2 separate regions of the Mus musculus genome follow, and region 2 is linked to region 1. The links are chromatin contacts, called in public Hi-C maps. All regions are on one chromosome and are shown on one strand. The core of a region is the stretch at or near the end of the contact, and the rest is flanking DNA. Distances in the headings are between cores, read along the strand shown. Region 1 has its middle 76 kb from the start of Gm36235. Region 2 has its middle 58 kb from the start of Lpin1.

What was found. Hi-C and Micro-C count contacts between places; a contact is called where the count stands out from the background.
Region 2: a contact with region 1 is called in a Hi-C map of the N1E-115 cell line, with 4 times the contacts expected there. The contact joins two enhancer-like sites. A contact is called at or near these places in 1 of 15 datasets of contacts at CTCF or cohesin (pro-B cells), 3 of 484 Hi-C or Micro-C datasets (the N1E-115 cell line, bone marrow-derived macrophages and nephron progenitors) and 8 of 115 datasets of contacts at active chromatin or transcription factors (acute myeloid leukemia, astrocytes, bone marrow-derived macrophages and 4 more).

Annotation. Positions count from the first base shown.
Region 1 is chr12:16,088,495-16,095,204 of GRCm38.p6, forward strand. No RefSeq gene overlaps it. Among named protein-coding and RNA genes, the nearest start is that of Gm36235, 76 kb to the left of the region's middle. Within about 2 kb of position 3,122, at least 32 of the 459 cell types and tissues checked have an H3K27ac peak or open chromatin away from gene starts, as enhancers often do. A contact at or near this core is called in the N1E-115 cell line, where this site is marked.
Region 2 is chr12:16,528,813-16,535,522 of GRCm38.p6, forward strand. No RefSeq gene overlaps it. Among named protein-coding and RNA genes, the nearest start is that of Lpin1, 58 kb to the right of the region's middle. Within about 2 kb of position 3,364, at least 209 of the 459 cell types and tissues checked have an H3K27ac peak or open chromatin away from gene starts, as enhancers often do. A contact at or near this core is called in the N1E-115 cell line, where this site is marked.

The DNA.
Region 1 (6,710 bases), core at 1,872-4,371:
TATAATAACAAGATGCTCAGATCAAGTGACTTTCCACACAAGGTCAAGATCCAAAATTGGCCTCATTGGATGAAAGGCATTGTCATTATTGACAGTTGTTGCTGGTGTGATCAATTTTTTTTTCTGATTTTTTAAATCTATGACAAATGTGAATTAAACGGATAAATACATTATTAGATGCCCTAATTAAGCACTATTAACACTCTTGGTTAAGGGGATCACCCAGGCATTTTGTACATTTCCTGGTGATTCTGGCATTTGGCATTCACACCACTGTCAGATTAGCTTGCCATTCTTGTCATTGCTCTGTGACCTGGAAACCAGGGATTAGGTGCTCACAACTTGATAGATACAAGCTTTATTGGCTCTTCACAGGCAAGAAAACTAAGGCTTAGGAGACGTAGGTAAAGGTTACAGGGTAGCCAAGCCCTTTGTCATACCAGTCTAGTACTTTCTTTTTTTAATCTTTAAAAAAACTTTATCTATCTATCTATCTATCTATCTATCTATCTATCTATCTATCTATCTACCTACCTACCTACCTATTTATTTAAAACTCCAGATTTTATTCCTCTCCTGGTCCACCCTCTGACAGTTCCACATCCCATACTTCCTCCCTGCCCCCTGTCTCCATGAGGATGACCCCACCCCCCACCCCACCAGATCTCTAAACTCCCTGCCTCTAGTCTCTTGAGGGTTAGGTGCATCTTCTCTGACTAAACCCAGACCTAGCATTCCTCTGCTGTATATGTGTGTTGGGGGCCTCATATCAGCTGGTGTATGCTGCCTGGTTGGTGGTCCAGTATCTGAGAGATCTCAGGAGTCCAGGTTAATTGAGACTGCTGGTCCTCCTACAGGGTCTCCCTCTTCCTCAGCTTCTTCTAGCGTTTCCCTAATTCAACCACAGGGGTCAGCAGCTTCTATCCATTGATTGGTTGCAAATATCTGCCTCTGACTCTTTCAGCTGCTTGTTGGGTCTTCCAGTGTGTGGTCATGCTAGGTTCCTTTTTGTGAGTGCTCAATAGCCTCTGTAATAATGTCAGGTCTTAGGACCCCAATTTGGGCCTGTTACTGGACCTTCTTTTCCTCGGGCTCCTCTCCATTTCCATCCCTGCAGTTCTTTCAGACAGAAACAAATATGGGTCACAGTTTTGACTGTGGAGTGGCAACCCATTTCTCACTTGATGTCCTGACTTTCTGCTGGAGGTGGGCTCTACAAGTTCCCTCTCCCCAATGTAGGGTATTTCATCTAAGGTCCCTCCTTTTGATTCCTGAGTGGCTCTCGCCTCCCAGGTCTCTGGTACATTCTGGAGCCCCCCCCCCCCAACCTCCTACCTCCTGATGTTGCCTGATTCCATTCTTTCTGCTAGTGCTCAGGTTCTTCAGTCCTTTTCTCCCCTGCCCAGCACCACATCATGTTCCCCTCTCCCTGTCCCACCCCTTGTTCTCTTTCTTTCCCAGACCCCTCCCTCTCCACTTCTGCTTGCTTTCTTCTCCCACCCAAGTGGAACTGAGGACTTGTCACTTGGGCCCTTCAGTTTGTTGAGCTTTTTGAGTTCTGTGGACTGTATCTTGTGTATTATGTACTTTGGCAGGGAGTGGCTAATATCCACTTATTAGTGAGTACATACCATACATGTCCTTTGGGGTCTAAGTTACCTCACTCAGAATGATATTTTCTATTTCTATCCACTTGCCTACAAAACTCAGGATGTTCTCATTCCTAATAGCTGAGTAGTATTCCATTGTGTAAATGAACCACATTTTCTGTATCCATCCTTCTGTCATGGGACATCTTGGTTGTTTCCAGCTTCTGTCTATCAAGGTCACTAAGAACATAGTGGAACACATGCCCCTGTGGCATGGTGGCGCACCTTTTGAGTATATTCCCAAGAGTGCTGTTGCTGGGTCTTCAGGTAGATCTATTTCCAATTTTCTGAGGAACCTCCAGATTGATTTCCAGAGTGGTTGTATCAGTTTGGAATCCCACCAGCAACAGAGGAGTGTTCCTCTTTCTCCATATCCTTGCCAACATGTGCAGTCACTGAGGTTTTGATCTTAACCATTCTGACTGGTGTAAGGTGGAATCTCAGAGTCATTTTGATTTGCATTTCTCTGATCACTAAGGACTTTGAACATTTCTTTAGGTCTTTCTCAGCCATTTGAGATTCCTGTTGTGAATTCTCAGTTTAGTTCTATATCCCTTTTTATTTTTAATTGGGTTGCTTGCTTTTGTGGTGGTTAGCTTCTTGAGTTCTTTATATTTTAGACATTAACGCTCTATGGGATGTGGTTAGTGAAGATTTTTTTCCCAATTTGTGGTTGCTTCCCCAGAAAAGGTGAGCTTCAGGATCACCCAGTGACTTGTCCATGGCCAAGAATTCAGTGATCGTGAGTATTTAAAGTGAAAAAAAGGATTCAGTAATGGAGTAGACATATTAACATAGAAGTGGGAGTCATTCATGGAACCTCTTCCCATAGACAAAGAACTACAGGCTGCCAAGGTAAGCTGAGGACATGAGAAATAGTCCTCCCCAGGGAAAAGCATACCAGTTGTTTAGCCATTATCAAAGGGTCAGCCCTGAAACATATACATACAAATAACACTAAATGGGCTGAGCAGTTTGTATTTATATATTTAGGAGCACAGATATGGAACAGTAACAACTACAGAAAAACAGGCCATAATTTCAAGAGGGAGCAGGGGAACTGTACATGGGGGAAGTCAGAGGAACAAATGGGAGGGGGTAGGGAGTTTTAGATATAGAACTGGACCCAGAATATGGAAACCTGTAAGCCTGTAGCCAAAAGCTTTTCCATACTTGACTTTCCCTAACAACAGCTCTGGCTGCTGAAGTCTCAGGGAGCACTGATCCCAGCAGGCAAAGAAAAATACCAAATTGTCTTTCTAACAATAGGTGTGGGCTGAAGGCTGGTTAAATCCATTCCCTTTGATGCCTTGGTAATGGGCTCTGGTTCAATTTCTCTGATAGGACAAAAGTCTTTGAAGCTGCTTTGTGCTGAATTTAATGAGCCTGATTGTCATCTTCCAGAAGAGAGCGCGGAGGGTCTGTGCACTCGCTGGATGGAATCACTCATCGATCTTGGTGTCGCACCAGGCAAGCAGTCGGAGAACCAGAGCAGGATGTGAAATCAATCTAACTATCTATTTATAGAGCAGGCAGTGCCTTTGTCATGGTGATCTGACCAGAGGAGGGATGGCAACATCTGCAGCATATGACTCCCACAAATTAAAACCCATGGCCTGGAAGCATGGAAAAGGAAACTCGTTTTTTTTTTTTCCAAAAATACCATATAACTGCAGACTTCCCTTCGCCCTGCTCGTCTCATCTCTATAATCTTCAATGTATTGCTTGCTTCTGTCCCTCCATTGTGCGTGTTCTACCCTCATTCTCCACCATTTTTTATTCACTAAGCATTTATTTGCTCTGTTATGAGTTAGACATTATATAAAATGGCATGAACAATTTAGAGACATTGACATGAGGATTCTATCTTGATCCATTGGATTAATCAGCACAAAACTCAACATTAAAATACTCATTGTCTCACTGTTTCCCGTTTCTTGACTTGTGACTTTGTAGCATTTGCTTGGTTCTAGCCCTAAGCCTCCTTGCCTTGTGGCAAAAGAAACAACAGTATTTTTAGAACATGTTAGGCACAAGCTTAAAAACAGAGAGGAATGCCTAGGTGAATATTGCAAAGCCAGCTTCGCAAGTCTCAAGATTTGTAAAATACTTTGAGTAATATCACTGCACATGTGTTATGGTTTGGTTGGGACAAACTCTCCCCAGAAGGCTCGCGTGGTGTGGAGCTTAGCCCTCAGCGTATGGCACTACATTTAGAGGTTCGAAGGACCTTATGAGATATGACAAGACTGCAGGAAGGATGTCTTGCTCCTGACTGGCCCCTTCCTGCCTTTCTCTACCTTCCCATCTGCCAGAAGAGCAAGTAACTCCTCTGCTAAACACTCACAAATGCTGGGACTATGGGTTCAACCTTCTGAACCTGTGAGACAAATTCTCCCGTCTTTGGGGGTCCAATGGATACTCTAGGCAAATGTACACAAGCAGCATGCCATGAGACTGAGCCAATAGTTAAATGAACATGACTATGCACATTGCTACAGGAAGGACCTAGGGTAATAAAGACCTTCACCTAAGACTTCTATAAAATTTGGCTAGCAATACAACACATGGTCATTCATTCTATATACACAAAGTGCTGTGTGAAGCCAGCCGGCCTCCTTTCTGCCCTCCCCACTTCCTTCATTCTTAACTCATAAATCCTCACATTGTCATCGGGACACGAGATAAATATGAGGAAGTCATTCTGTCAAAATTGTATAATATACAGGAGGAAATGAAACCCACAATAAATTGTGGCAATAAAGCAAACTAAGGAACCATTCTTCCTTAACTTACATTATTGAAAAAAACAACTTCCTGTCTAAAACAGAAATTGCAGTGATATATTATACACAAACAAAGATAGATTTACATAGCAATGCTGCAAAAAATGGGTGTGTGTGAATTAAATACAGTGTAATCATATTCCCATGCCAGGGGCTGGAGAGAGGACCTAGCTGGAAAGAGCATGGTCTGCTGTTGCAGAGGACCAGAGTTTGGTTCTCAGCACCTACATCAGGGGATACACACCTGCCTATAGCTACAATTCCAAAGGGCTCAATGTCAGCCATCCTCTTCTGGACTCCATGTATACACACATGAACCCACCTGTCACTATACAAACATACATGTAATTTAAAATTGACTTAAACTCTTTAAAAATAAAAAGTACTATACCATGTATGGAGTGGTACTATACCATCTAAAATCATATGGTAATAAGTTTAAGAGATATTATACACACATACACACATTTATATGAAACATGTCACTCACTTTAAAACTAAAAATGAGACATGAGCCAAGGCAAGCATGAAAAGAAAATAGAATTTCCAAAAATTTCAAAGGCACCCAGAAAAAGAGATAAAGCAGCAACAGGAAGAAGCTAGCAACAGGAAGCAAAGTGATAGATTTACATTCACATTAAATGGAAATTACAATCACATTGAATGGAAATGGTCTAAATACCCCATTCTAAAGCCATACTAGATTGCTATATTAATCTTGACCACACCCACCAGCACATACCCACTCATAGATACACAATAAACAACTCCTAGCTGTTGCAAAGTCTGTCAAGCTCTCCCTTCAGGGTTCTGGACTGTGTGAAGCTCCTTTGAGCAGTGACTGTGGCTGGGTAGCCTAGGGTACTCTGGTGAGGAAGGGTTCTAGAGAGCCATCAAGGTGCATGGCTGCCTAAGTAAGTCACCCCAAAGAAACCCAGCAGAGAACCGGAGTCTTCAAGACACCAGCATCTTTGGTCAATTATCTTCTTCTAAATGTACCTTCACTTTAATAATTAATTCATTTTGATAAGTGTTTAATTGGCTTATTACGCCTCTCTATAAGCACCATTTCCAAGAAAATGAATTGTTGTCTGGGATACTTAAAACTCACATGCTTGCTGAGTGCAGCAGCTTAGCCTCACTCCCTGTATCTCCTGCTTCTTCTATTTGCCTGGTGCACCATTAAAATCACCCTCAAACTAGCATCTCTTTTTGGTTCTGAGCACATGTGAGAGAGAAGATCATTGGGGATTAACATCTCTCACCATGTTAACAATAAGGCTTGGGTATGCATCGGACATGAGCATCCACCAGAGCTAGAGCTAGGAGCTGTGGCTTCTTTCAAATGAGTGTCTGCCATGGGTGTGTCCACTAGACAGGCTGACAAACTCAGCTACCACCCAAGCCCAGATCTAGGGATTTGAGTTGGCCCACTCCAACATCTATCCCATCTATGAACTGCTGGAGTGTATGAAGAAGCTGGTCCTGCAGATCCAAAGCTACAAGATCTCCATGACACAGGGCAACAACAGGATATCCAAGAGGAGTCCTGGTGAGGATCCTGTATTGATGGTGTAGCAGAAACAGAGACCTCAAACCAGACCAATGACTCATTGCAAAGAACATTTGCAAGTACAGATGTCAGACAAAATGGTCTACTATGGGACACACTATGACACACTGCAGCTTCCACAATGAGATTTGTAATTGATTTTTTGTTTGTTTTCTTCTGTGGGGAGGTTGCAAAGATAGAGGGCAAATATGAAGGGATATGAGTGGGATTGGGGTACATGTTATGAAATTCACAAAGAACCAATAATAAGTTTAAAAAATAATCCTTACTCAAACACTAGGTTAGTTCTCACAACTGCCAAATTCTATATGTCAGAACAATCATAGAAACTAGCAATGTCCAAGAAGATCTTTACCTCTTGGTAGGGAAAATATCAACAAATCTCTCTCTCTCTCTCTCTCTCTCTCTCTCTCTCTCTCTCTCTCTCTCTCTCTCTCTCGTGTGTGCAATTATTATTGTGTGTACATATGTCTACACAGGTCAGTGGTAGACATAAATTCCCACCTCTGTCACTCTGCACATTTTCCTTGGAGACAGGGTATCTTAGTGAGTCCAGAGCTTATTGGTCTGGCTGGGCTGGCTAGCTAATGAGATCCTCCTAGAATCTACCTATTTCTGCTCCCTCAACTTTGGGGTTACAGGTACACACCACTGAAACCAGTTTTCACATGTGTGTTGGGGATCCAAACCCAGGTCCTCGTG
Region 2 (6,710 bases), core at 2,114-4,613, 440 kb after region 1:
CTTAGACCAGTTTCCAAAGTGCGCATCTCTCAGGCAGCTTTTTTGAAAAAGCACATGCTCTGTGGTTCGAACAGTGATGCGGCCCGGGCTGCTACGTGAGCAATGCTTCTAGCATCCCTCGCAGCCTCTTGTCCTCTCCTTGACCCCAGAGCAGGTTACTTCATGCAGGGTACATGCAATGTGGCCATCACTCCAGTACTGCCCAGTTCACTTCCAGCTCTGCTTCACCTGCAATCATGGCTTGACTCCCCTAGACATAGCAGACAGCTTCATATCTGATGTCTGCACTTTCCATAGTCCACAGTCACACAACTGTATGGCGGCAACCCTCAGCCAGCCGAATTTCAACTGCTGGACCTTAGTTTCACACTGCTGTCAAATGATTCTGACAGCAGACACTGCTACTGTTAGGAAAAAATATATAGGCCTCCTCTAAGGTCGAAGTTGAGGCTGCTGTCTGCTTCCTCTTCTCCACAGATGTCAAGGGTGTCTCGGGATGGATCCTTTTCTGCCAGGCTATGTAGCTTTCTGACCAGCTTGATGTCACAGAGGGAGAAGGTGACCATGCAGGTAAACTGATACCCCCTGAGGTTCCCACCCATCTCAAGAGCAATTTCTTCTCCAGAGACTTCAATGAATCATAATAGACCTGTCTTAGTTAGAGTTCCTCTTGCTGTAATAAAACACCATGGCCCAGAGCAACCTGGCAAGGAAAGGGTTTCTTTCAGCTACAGTTCCACAGCATAAGCCATCACTGAAGGAAGTCAGCGCAGGAACTCAAGGCAGGAACCTGGAGGCAGGAGCTGGTGCAGAGACCGTGGAGAGGTGCTGCTTACTGGCTTGCTCCCCCATGCTTCCTTAGCCTACCTTGTTATAGCACCCAGGACCACCAGCCCAAAAGTGGCACCAACCATGTCCAAACATCATCAAGAAAATACACCATAGGTTTGCTCACTGGCCAATCTGGTTGAAGCATCTTCTCTTCCAAAACGACTGTAGCTTATGCCAAGTTGACCAAACAACAAACAAACATAAGAATGAGCATAGACCTGAAGGATGTTGAGGTTGCTTGGCTATCCTACCCCACAATTCCTGCCACAGGTATCCATGGGAAAGAGGGGGAAGCAGGTTAAGTTCCTCAATTCCTAGAAAAAACTGCCATCCATTCTGGGATCCACCAAATGCCTGCAAAGTTCTTCCCTGATACCCACTTAGATGGCTCTCAGATCAAGTAAAAGCATGAAAAAGCTTAGAAGCATCTGTGGCTCCCAGAGATGGGATGGCCCACACATCCTCTTTGTTCTTTCTGGCGATGTGGAAATCTCAGGGCCTTATACATGCTAGGCAAGAGCTGCGCTAATGACTATCCATCCCCAGCCCCCAGTCAGCTCCTTTAACCAGTTAGACATTCTACCTTACAGCAGGCACCAGCAGCCATGCCTGTCTGTGAGTTCTCATCTCTCTTGGAAAGAGGAGCTCTCCTTGGTGGGAGCACTCAGCCTTGGTCCATAGGACCTACTTGTACCAGTACCATTACAGACTATGTCAGGGCTCCCTTCCTGTTGCTGTGAACAAACACTCTGACAAAACAAAACAAAACAAAACAAAACAAAAACAAAAGCAAAAAACAAACAAACAAACAAAAACCCACAACCACCTTAGGGGAGGAAAGTATTTATTGGCTTGCACTTCAAGGTCACAGGTCGCAGTCCATCATTGAGGGAAGTCAGGAAGGAATGTCTAGCAAGAACTTGAAGCAGACACCAGGATCGATGCTTCCTGGCTAGCTCTCTGGCTCACTTGGACTCATACTCAGCTAGATTTCCTTTGGTTTGTTTGTTTGTTTGTTTGTTTGCTTGCTTGCTTGCTTGCTTGTTTGTTTGTTTATTTAATGAAAGAAAGGGCCTCATCCAGGCATGGTGGTACACACCTTTAATCCCAACACTCAGGAGGCAGAAACAGGCAGATCTCTGGGAGTTCAAGGCCAACTTGGTCTACAACCCAGGCCCAGGGATAGAGCTACCCACAAAGAACTGGGTCCTTCTGCATCGGTGAATAATCAGGACAATCCCCCACAGTCATGCTCACAAGCCAATCTGTTCTGGGCAATTTCTCAGCTGGAGCTCTCCTCTCAGATGACTCTGGGCTGTGTCAAGTCGACCATTCAGGTTAACTTTAGAGTAAGCAGGAAGCCCCTCTCTCATCTTCAAGGTATCAGAGAGAGGAGGAATTACCCATCTTGGGCGGTCAAAGGAGATATTTAAAAGTCCCATGTCAACCTCAGATAGAAGCTAGTTCAACAGGAAGGTCAGGATTTGAGGCACTCGTCTCATATGCACAAGGCCCTGGGTTCCTTCCCCAGCACCAGACAGAAAATAAATCATAACTTCACCAACAGCAAGACACTCACATAAACATGGAATAACTGCTCATCCTCACTCTTAAAAGGTCAGTGTTTAATGACGATGACTGTCCTCCCTGCACAGAAGTTGAAAGAATCAAGGTGAGAAGTGAAACATCAAAGGCATCTCTTCTAAATCCAAATGTACCGTTTCTCAAGCCCACATCAGCTTTCCAGAATGTAGTAAGTACTAATGCTAACTGGAACTCTGACTACGGCTTTAGCTGCACTTAGTTCTAAGTGCATTTGGGCTTTACTAATGCTGAAGAGACTAGGGTTGTGCACAAAAAGAATTAAAGCAGAAAAACACGTTGGCTGGCTAGAGTAGTTGGCTACCATGAGTGAGGCCCTTAGTTCAATTTCCAGCACTGCTGTATGCCTGTAATGGAGGTGGTGGCAAGCAGGAAGATCCAAAAGTCAAGGCTGTCCTCAGTCACATAGCATGTTACAGCTCAAAATAACAGTAACATTTTGGGCTGCATATACATATATATATGTGTGTGTGTGTGTGTGTGTGTGTGTGTGTGTGTGTGTGTGTGTGTGTACACATACACGCTTCAGAGGACCTAAGCTTGATTCCCAGCAGTCACATTGGATCACTCAAAATCACACGTGACTCCAGTTCCAGGGGCATCCAGTCCCCTCTCCTGGCATCCACAGGCACCAGGCACACTCATGGTACTTACATACAAGCAGTCAAAATACTCATACACATAAATCGCTTTACAACTAACAGGGGTGGTGATAACTTGGTTCAGCTCCACAACATTTTGAAGATGAGTCTTTAAACTTGAGAAAACTGCCCTGTAGAATTTGCCCGCTTAGCCTTTGCTGGCTTATCCGAAGAAATAAATGTATAGAGAGCCCGTGAATTGGCCACTGGGGAAGAGCCTGATGAAATACACGTTGTTATTCAACCAATCCTATTACCATCATTATTTCCATGCTGCCTGGTAGACAGAACCCAAACTTCAGTCCAGATCTGAGTCACTTTCAGTCAGCTAAGGGATGGATCACCCAATCAGCTAATGCTGGGGGGTTGGTTTGATTTGGGGGGTTTTTTTTGTTGTTTTTTTGTTTGTTTTTTGTTTTTAGATAATCCTGAAAAATGGATCAAGATGACAAAGAACATTCTGGAAAGAAAGCACAAAGTCCTGAAATGAAAATATAACCCATTTCTTCTCAGCTTGGCTCTGCAGACCATCTCAGAAAAGGATGTTTTTACAGAGCAGAAACGTGACTGGCTGCACCTCCATTTACACTTCTTTGTTACAAAATGCATGTGACTTGTTGGGGTTCCAGCCTCGGGAGAAATCGGAGGCACTGGTGGTTACTTTCCGAAGTGAAACTTCCAACCACAACCTCCGGTGCACAAAAGGCGGAGTGAGTCACAGGAAGAGGCCACTTGCTTGCAAAATGCATTAAAAGTAATGCAGGCTGAATGGACTTCCTGCACCAATGAACAGATAGCTGGCATCGGGACAGGCTCCTCGAGGCTCCCAAACATTTCGGGGAGGACGAGACCATTAGAAATCTGGGCACATCCACCTCTACCCTGTTCCCTGCGTTCTCACTCTGCCCAGGCTGCCAGACCTGCTGTCTCCCAGGCCTGTGGCTCCCATCTGAGATTCCCCAGGAAGGCAGATCTGACTGGATGCTTCCACAGGGTCAGAAGGACACCTTGTGACTTAAGCAAGCACCTGTGGCTCGGTCTCCAAGATCCTTTAATACAAAGAGGTGAGGTGGTCTTTGTAGCAGCTTCTCCCGGTTTGAGCAAGTGGGGTGGAGCTGATGTGAGTCCTAGGCTGATAGCATTACAGCATTCCTGAGCTGGCCAGATGACAGACGTGAGCCCGGGCCTGGGCTGCAATGGTCCACAACATGTGAGTGCATCCGAACCCCATAGGACTTATTAAACTATTCTCGGAGGCCCACACCCACTGCTAGGGTCGGTAGGTCTAGGATAAGGTCCTAAACAATTTTATTTTTAACAAACTCCCAGGACAAACTCCCAGAACCTCCAGGGCCACAAAGAACAGATTTTAAATCTCAACAGACTGGCCTCCAAAGCTCACTTAAAGATTTGGGCCTCGGATTGAGCTCATCCAAGGGACATCCGCACTGAAACAGTCCCCTGAAGAAACTCCCCTGCCTCCACACAAATCCAACCCACAACCTGGCTGGTCTCCAAGCCTGGGACCACAGGGAAAGGCCTTTGTCAAAGCAGAGGCTGTTTTGAAAGGCTATTCGGTCAAACAAGAACCAACTGTGCCCCCCTGTGGCCACCGGCTTTCACTGACTTCCAGGATCAGCTTCTCTGGTCAGACTCTGCTTCCCTTTGGGGACCAAGCCTGGCTGTACCACAAGTGATAGCAATTATCCTCTTTGGTGCTACAGGATAAAAAGAGAGGTTACAAATGTAAAGTCTATCCTGGGGTGTAGAGCATGGACTTGCCTAGCATGCATGAAGCCCTGGTTCAATTCCCAGTACCAAATAAAAGACACTCATTGTGGCACATGCGTGCAATCCCAGCACTGGGGGTGGGGGTGGGGTGGCAGTAATGATCTAATTCAAAGTCATCCTTGACTATAGTGTTTCAGGCTATCCTCATGAGTCTGTCGGAGACACTGATGCTGCGAAGATAGCTCAGTGGATAAAGCACTTGCCAAACAAGTGAGGGGCCCAGCATTGAAATCCCCAGAACCCACAAAAAATTCAGATGTGGTGGTCACCTATAATCCTTGCAACTCACAAATCAGAAATGGAATCATTTTACAAGCTGACTTGAAAAGGGAAAACCCCTGGTGTTCCCCTGTACTGGGGCATATAAAGTTTGCAAGACCCTGGGGCCTCTCTTCCCAGTGACGGCCGACTAGACCATCTTCTGCTACATATGCAGCTAGAGACACGAGCTCTGGGGTACTGGTTAGTTCATATTGTTGTTCCACCTATAGAGTTGCAGACCCCTTCAGCTCCTTGGGAGTGGGTAGGTAGGGGAGCAGGGCGGGGAGGGTATAGGGAACTTTCGGGATAGCATTTGAAATGTAAATAAAGAAAACATCTAATAAAAATAAATTTTTTTTAAAAAAGGGGAAAACCCCGGAGACCCGTCACCTCTCGTATTTCAAGGGAATGGGCACAGTGCTGTTCACACTCCAGAACCATGATAGAAAACACAGATAGACAAAGATGGTCGAATGGAGTCTCAGCTCTGATGTTGGGACCAAAGGCCTCCTGAAGAGAGTTAAGTCCCAGAACCTGTTTCAAAACTGGGCCTCTTTAACTTTCCTCTATGACAATTCCATTCCAGGACCGACCGCACAGGGGTCACGAAAGCTGTCTCAGAGCTGATGGTTAAGACCAGTCCCCCCCACACACACCCAAATAGTTTTTGGCTTCTGATGCAAAATGGGAATGTGTTACTCTTTGAAACCAGACCAAGCCCTTCAAATTCCCAGGTGAACAAAGCTCGTCTCTGGGAAAGTCTAGGCATCCAAAAACTCATTCTGTCTGCATGGGGGTATGAACTGCGGGGACACAGGAGAGCCTTGGGTACCACCATGGAGGTCTGGTGTCAAAGGATAAAGAGAACACAGATGAATGAGTGGCCTATAGACAAGTTTATCCTGGTTTTTATTTCAGATAAGAGAGCCTCAGACACTGCAGTCAGGTAGCATAGATCTGTGGAGCTGTCCGAGGGTTTCTTCTGTCTGTAACATGTTGAATCTACAGACACCCGGGGACCTGTTAGAATTTGGACTCTTCAGTTTTTACCCAGAAGTGCCATTAGCATTTAAGGATGATACTCTTCCATGCCCTCCATAATCACCAAGGCCAACACAGCAATCCGCAGGAAGCCTCCGGCCATTGCTAGTACAGTGTTAATAGGATATGACCAACCTCAGCTCAAACTAGTCAAGGGCTTTGATGGACTCCTTCAAAATGAAAAACTAAGGACAAATATCCAAAAGAGGGGGACAGGGTCTATGAGGTGAAGACACCTCAAACATGGCAAACAGGACCTGTGAAACACTATGTACTGAACCTTCTTCTCTGCCTCCTGGCTCCTCAACACTCCTTCCAGGCCAGAGAGGAGCCATGGTATCTCAAACAGGTCTCTCAACTTGATGATCCAATGTGGGTTGTGCAAGGACCACATGCAATCTCTTTAGTGGAAAGGACGCATTCATATCTCTCAGGAGTAAACGGGGTTGGTATGATACCTGTATGAACTCAAATAACAGCAAAGGTCTTTACTCCCATAGTGAAGAGTTCATAGCCATAAGGAGTCTTTTTATGTGTGTTCCC